Regions from separate parts of the Mus musculus genome. Here region 2 is linked to region 1. The links are chromatin contacts, called in public ChIA-PET maps. All regions are on one chromosome and are shown on one strand. Each heading gives the region's core, a stretch centred on a gene start, on an enhancer-like site or on the middle of the called end of the contact. The rest is flanking DNA. Distances are from core to core; before and after follow the strand shown.

Region 1 (3,229 bases), core at 198-2,697:
CCAGCTCTGTGTAATCTAAGTTGTACTCCAAGCCGCAGGAACCCCTGAGGACATACTGGTCTTCAGAGGACTCGTAGCCTTCACAGCTCACCACAGTTTTGCCAAATTTGTATGCAATATCCAAGTCGGTCTTACATTCCCACTGTGAAAGAGAGAGCGTCAACGTCAGAGACTAGGTCTACTGGGTGCTTCTTAGACTGCTGGCGGGCGGGTACACGAGCACTCACTCTGTCGCTTTTCCTTATTCCCCAGATGGCACATTGCACATCCTTCTGTACGTGTTGTAGGGGTCGGGGGAGGTAATTGTTTTTGTTTTGTTTTGTTTTTAGAGTCAAGGTTTCTCTGTGTAGCCCTGGCTGTCCTGGACTTACTTTGTAGACAAGGCTGGCCTTGAACTCACAGAGATTAAAGGTCTGCACCAACACAGCCAGCAGATGTAGTAATCTGAATAGATTTGGCCCCTATAGACTCATGAATTTGAATGCCTGGCCCATAGTGAGTGGCACTAGTAGGAGGTTTGGCCTTGTTAGAGGAAGTGTGTCACTGTGGGGGTGGACTTTGAGGTCTCCTATGCTCAAGCTATGCCCAGTGTGGCACACAGACTCTGCTGCCTACAGATAAAGATGTAGAGCTCTCAGCTCCTCCCACACCAAGTCTGCCTATATCCTGCCGTGCATCCCACCATAATACTGACTAAACCACTGAAACTGTAAGCCAGCCCCAAATTAGATGTTTTCCTTTATAAGAGTTGCCATGGTTATGGTGTCTCTTTACAGCAACTAAGACAACACATGTCAGTTATTCCACAATTTATAAAACAAAGGCAAATCTTCAAACTATCACCTGATTGCCACTGTTGTCATAGGTACATCCTGTACAGCTAGATGGTTTAGATGTTAATCATTAAAGAATCAGTATCAGGGAAGAACCCCCTAACTGGTTATCTAATACCACCTGGTCAGTTCTAAGAATACACATGCTTGCAAAAGTGAAGGGACTCAGCACATTGTATTTAAATATTAATTATGTATATTGTATATTATTGTATATATACAGTAATAACAACTAAAGGGGAAAAGGCCGTGAATTCAAGGGGAGTGTGTGAGAGGACTTAGAAAAAGGAACGGGAAATGATGTGAACACAGTGAAATGGTTGTTAAACAAGCGTCAGATAAATAAGAGCTAATGATTTCTGCAAAGCAAAACTTCCCATGCACGTTTTCTAAAAGCATGGACTGACTTTACAGGGGCTAATCCCACATAATCTTCTTTAACTTTTTTAAAACAATATTTATAAAACTCCAAAAAGAGTCCATGATGCTTACATTTTACAGGGGGTGGGGGGGTGGGGGGAGAAGAGACCTAGAGAAAACAGGGTTTCAGCCAGAGATGACTGCCCAAAGGCTCAAGTCCAAGGCCAGCTGAGGCTGCACACCATGTTTCAGGCCAGCCAGGGAACACAGAAATATCTCTCATCAAAACAACAAAACTCAGACTGGAGTGTAAGGCAGGCAGGGGCTGAGCATGTACAACATCCATGTACAACAGCACCATCAAAAACTAAGTAGACAGATAAGATGTTTTCCTCCCAAGGTTTAGAGGTACAAGCCAGGCCAGTGTAACCGGTTCTGTTGGTTGTGTTTTGTTCAAATTCTCTTTCAAGTTCAGGTGCACTGTTTTACTGTTTATAATAAATAGCTAGGCTGAGGTGTAATTCGACAATCCCCAAAGAAACCTCAGCCCGTGCACAGCTGCCACTTCCCCTTCCTGGCCCCCACCCTGTCTGCTTTACCTCCCCCTACTTAGCCATTTCCTGTGAGGAGACTCCAAGGAGTCTGTAACTGCTGTCTTCCTTCAGCAGAGCATTTTCAAAGCCCACCCGTGTTACAGTATCAAGCAGCACCTTGTCCTTCCTAATGACTTAAACAACACTCTACCTTAGGAATGGACTACACTGTATGACTCATTCCCAAAGGACATTCCAGCTGTCTCTAGGTTTTAGCTATTTGAATATTCCTGCAAATATCTTTATAGATTTGGGGAAGAAATGTGTCTTTAGTTCTCTTGAATACATAGGAGTATATGTATGTATAGGAGAGGCATAATTAGGGCATCTTTCTTTTTGTTTTCTCTCTCTCTCTTCCTCCCTCCCTCCCTCTCTCTCCCTCTCCTCTCTCTCCCCCCTCTCTCCCCTCTCTCTCCCCTCTCTTTTCTTTTCTCTCTCTCTCCCTCTCTCTCCCTCTCCTCTCTCTCCCCTCTCTCTCTCCCTCTCTCTCCCCTTTCTCCCCTCTCTCTCCCTCTCTCCCCTCTTTTCTCTCTCTCTCCCTCTCTCTCCCTCTCCTCTCTCTCCCCTCTCTCTCTCCCTCTCTCTCCTCTCTCTCCCCCTCTCTCTCCCTCTCTTCTCTTCCCTCTCCTCTCCCCTCCCCTCCCCTCCCCTCCCCTCCCCTCCCCTCTCTCTCTCTCTCTCTCTCTCTCTCTCTCTCTCTCGCTCATTTTGGAGGCTTTTAAGACAGGATCTCACTATGAACCTCTGGCTGTCCTGGAACTCACTCTGTAGACCAGGCTGGCCTCCAACTCAGAAATCCACCTGCCTCAGCCTCCTGAGCACTGGGATTAAAGGCGTGGGCCACCAAACCCAGCTTTGGGGCATCTTTCTTGATGATTTCTTTCAAGCCCAAATGTTTTTTATTTACATAATATGCTATTTTTCTTTTTGTTGCTGTATGCCTCTAATCCCAAGACTTGGGAAGAAGCCGCAAGGAAATCACTATGAGTTTGAGGTCAGCCTGGTCCACACAGCCAGTTCCAGGCCACCAGGCCTACAGAGTGAGACTCTGCTTAACCTCCATCTTGGAGGGAAGCTCGTTAATACACAGGCTTAAGTTCCAACTACAGGAGACACATTCCATCCTGCAGAAAAGCTCGCTAAGCTCTGAAAGTAAACACCCAGGCCTCAGCTTGTGACATGCATGCAAACAGTAAGGACCACTAAGAGATTCTCTCTTTTTTTTTTTTTTTTTTTGGTTTTTCGAGACAGGGTTTCTCTGTGTAGCTTTGGCTGTCCTGGAACTCACTCTGTAGACCAGGCTGGCCTTGAACTCAGAAATCCGCCTGCCTCTGCCTCCCAAGTGCTGGGATTAAAGGCGTGTGCCACCACACCCGGCGAGAGATACTCTCAAACCAGCTGAGCTGCCTAGAACAACACTCTGCCATCTGTCCAGCTGTAGGT
Region 2 (3,229 bases), core at 484-2,983, 230 kb before region 1:
AGGCTACAGCTAAGGGGAAAAAAATCAATACACCCCAGACTTTCATGGCCACGATGAGAGTTTAAAGGAGAAAATCCCCAGGATATCTTCTTGAATATGTGTAGATTCGTCTACAAATCTGTCACAACCGAAACACATGTTCCCAAGGCTTAGGCAAGCCAGCAAGTGATTTCTCTAATCCCTTACCTATAAATTTCTAGCCCCATGCTGTTGGCAAACAAGACTCCTTCCCTCTTTGTGGCCTGCCATCTGTGTATAATTACACCTCCACGTAGCTCAGAAAGCGCACACTCCGCTCACAACCCAGCCATACAAAGGAGCAAGGAGTGAACAACGGGGATGTGTGATCTTTGTCCTGGAAGCCACAGTTCCAGAAAAACTACTATGCCTATGGAGAAGAGGATGGTGAATACTGAAAAATAATTAGTGAGAGGTTCGCTCGGAGGTCTTGAGGGATGGGTAACAACGAGGTGATGGCTCTAGGCCAGCAAAGGGGGAAAACCAGCCATGATAAGTAGGGTGGTTTGTGCAACCATGAATCAGGAGGAATAACCAGGGTCAGTTTTCACACTCTGAGAAAATAAGGCTGTTGGGAACAGCAGCTGAAATCAAAGAATAACATCAGGGGTTTTCACTGGAACATTATATACGATTTTATAGACTTTGTAAGTCAAGCTGAGTGGCTTAGAGCTAAACTGCTGTGTCTAAGAACAGCGTGTGGATCGGGACTTCAAGGGTGGATGAGCTGGGTTAGTGCTGGGAGCCAGTGATGCACAAGGAGGGCTGTTTCAAGGGTCAGTGACTAGCAGGCAAAGGCTCTGCTTGGGAAAGAAGCTCTGGCCTGAAATGGCAGTGGTGTGAGAGGTGTTTCATGAGAGAAAAAAAAAAAAAAAGAGTCTGAGCTCTATTGATCGGCCTGGGTAAAGGTTGCTCCGGAGGGGTTCCCCCACCCTTGCCCCCAAAACCCATTTCTCCTGCCTGTGCAGGGAGCACTCAATACCAGAACTGCATCCAACAGTAAACAAAAGTCCAACACAAGCTGTATGTGTGCATTAGCCTGGCACACAGGAGATCAGTGCTTGTTGAGTGGATGGCTAAATGCATAAATAAGCAAGATGTAGGTTGCAGAGCGCAGGTAGAACTGTACCAGAGGCAAATAAAGTCTAGAAAATAGGGTTGAAAAGACAGCTCAGTGGGAGCAGTTGCCGCCTCTGCAGAGGACCTGAGTTCAGTTCCCAGCATTCCCACCAAGCAACTCACAATGGCCGTTAATTGCAGTTCCAGGAGATCTGACAGTGTCTGGGCTCCACAGGCACCTGCACACATGTGCTACACACATATAAACATGCAGGCATTTACACATATGCATCAAATAAAAATAAATAAATCTTAAAGATCTGGTAGAAAGCCAGGTGACATATTCACAGAGAGAAAACTTACATTTTCATGCCAACTGTCATAGCAAAGCTGTGACTTGTGGCACTAAAGAGTAAGTTGACACGCTAAAATATTCCCTATGCCAGGCTGATGCATGTGTGTATGTATGAAATGGGGTGTGGGGGCTTGGGGTTACTCACGGAAAATGCAGACACCAGGTAAGCCTGATTGTACACATTCAAACCTCTGTGTTCTTTGTCTCAACGGCCCACGTTTCCTGAGCAGGATATGTGTGGGTTGCTCTCATGTGGCCATTATTTTCGGCTCTCTCTTAAATATTTCAATTCCCATTCTATGAATGAATCAAAGGGAGGTTGCCTTGGCAACCGTTCACCTTTCTCTAATCAAGCCTCCTGAACAACCTCAAGTGGCTTCTAGAGATAAAAGCTCTCAGCACGTGCAGAGTCAAAAACCTCTCACACCGCTGCGGGGGGGGGGGGGGGGCGCTGGGACCAGAAGCGGCTAAACACCCTCCTCCCACCGCCTCTCGCTCCTGTAACCACAGCCATTCATGCTGGCAACTGAACACTGAGATGCAGTTCTGCAAAGGACAAAGGATAGTAAGGGGCTCTTTGACAAGGTGCTTGTGAACCTTCTCTTTCCCAGATAACCATGGCACTGCCCAGGGAGAAGCGGGTTCATCAAATCTTTCCTCTGCCAGTTACCCTGGGAAGTATTGTGTTCCGTTCTGGGCTCTAGCAGAAGGCTAGGAGTTTCATCAGGGACGTGCGCGCGCGCGCGCACACACACACACACACACACCCCAGACTCTAAGAAGGGAGGGAGAGTCCTTAGGGGCAAAGTGAAAGCACAGTCAGAAGTCAGTTTTGAAATCTGGGTCGCTTATCTTAGTAGGGAAAGAAACAACCTCGCTATTTGAAAACAAGGACATTACTGGGACTGGAGAGCTGATGGCTCAACAATAAAGAGCACAGGCCACTCTGGCAGAGAACACAGTTCAAATCCCAGCACCCACGAGGCAGCTCACAACCATCTTTAATTTCAGGTCCAGAAAGATACAACGCCCTCTTCTGGACTCTGTGGGCACTGCATGCACATAGTGCACAGATATACGAGCAGGCAAAATACCCATCTATAATATATCTTCTTATTTTACAATTTCAAAGAAGAGGAGGAGGAAGAGTGTCTCTGGCTCCCTATAGACATGGTGGTTTGGAAGTGAGAAGAAAGACCCCAATAGCAAAAACAGGGACCTCGAAGGTTTAGGTTTTTTGTATTTTTTTCTTGCCTATGGCTTGGGTTCCTGTCCTTAGGATTCTGTTAAATTTCTCCAGGATGCTGCTTCCTATAATGCTAGGCCTTGGTTGGAAATGATGGTGGGAAAGGCACCAAATGATCCTGTTCTGAAAGCACTCTTGTCCACTGCAGACAGAATACAGAGGTTAAGGTAGCGGCACAAGCCATTTCACTCTCAGAGCCAAAGCCTGACAGCCCTCCACAATGGCAGCAGGTCCTTCCACTGTGGTGTATACAAGAGCTTAATTTTCAGGTTAGCTCTGACTGTGAATGAAGAGATGAGTTGAGCATGGGAGAGGGATGTGTCAGGGACATCTGGTTTTGGACTGTACGAGATATATTTCTCCATAAGTATTTTCACAGATAAGTCTTACCCTGGAAAGTTTTAGGAGCTGCTAGAGGTCCCTTAAAAACTAATAGAAATAATAGAAAAAAATAATAATTTCAACATTAAACAGAATAACATATGAATTAAGACCAACTCCCAGCCAGATTTACAAAGCTTATAAACTGGTTTGGACTCATGAAACCTTTG

What was found. ChIA-PET counts read pairs in DNA pulled down with a chosen protein or histone mark.
Region 2: a contact with region 1 is called in an RNA polymerase II ChIA-PET map of memory CD8 T cells, with 2.8 times the contacts expected there. The contact joins two enhancer-like sites. A contact is called at or near these places in 1 of 39 promoter capture datasets (pre-B cells), 6 of 484 Hi-C or Micro-C datasets (Sertoli cells and embryonic stem cells), 2 of 115 datasets of contacts at active chromatin or transcription factors (effector CD8 T cells and memory CD8 T cells) and 1 of 9 other capture datasets (embryonic stem cells).

Annotation. Positions count from the first base shown.
Region 1 is chr8:34,162,054-34,165,282 of GRCm38.p6, reverse strand. It overlaps Saraf (store-operated calcium entry-associated regulatory factor), which reads right to left. Exons shown (of 6, transcript NM_026432.4): 3 at 1-142. Among named protein-coding and RNA genes, the nearest start is that of Mir6395, 3.0 kb to the left of the region's middle. Within about 2 kb of position 1,447, at least 67 of the 459 cell types and tissues checked have an H3K27ac peak or open chromatin away from gene starts, as enhancers often do. A contact at or near this core is called in memory CD8 T cells and pre-B cells, where this site is marked.
Region 2 is chr8:34,396,650-34,399,878 of GRCm38.p6, reverse strand. No RefSeq gene overlaps it. Among named protein-coding and RNA genes, the nearest start is that of Gm33831, 12 kb to the right of the region's middle. Within about 2 kb of position 1,733, at least 66 of the 459 cell types and tissues checked have an H3K27ac peak or open chromatin away from gene starts, as enhancers often do. A contact at or near this core is called in memory CD8 T cells and pre-B cells, where this site is marked.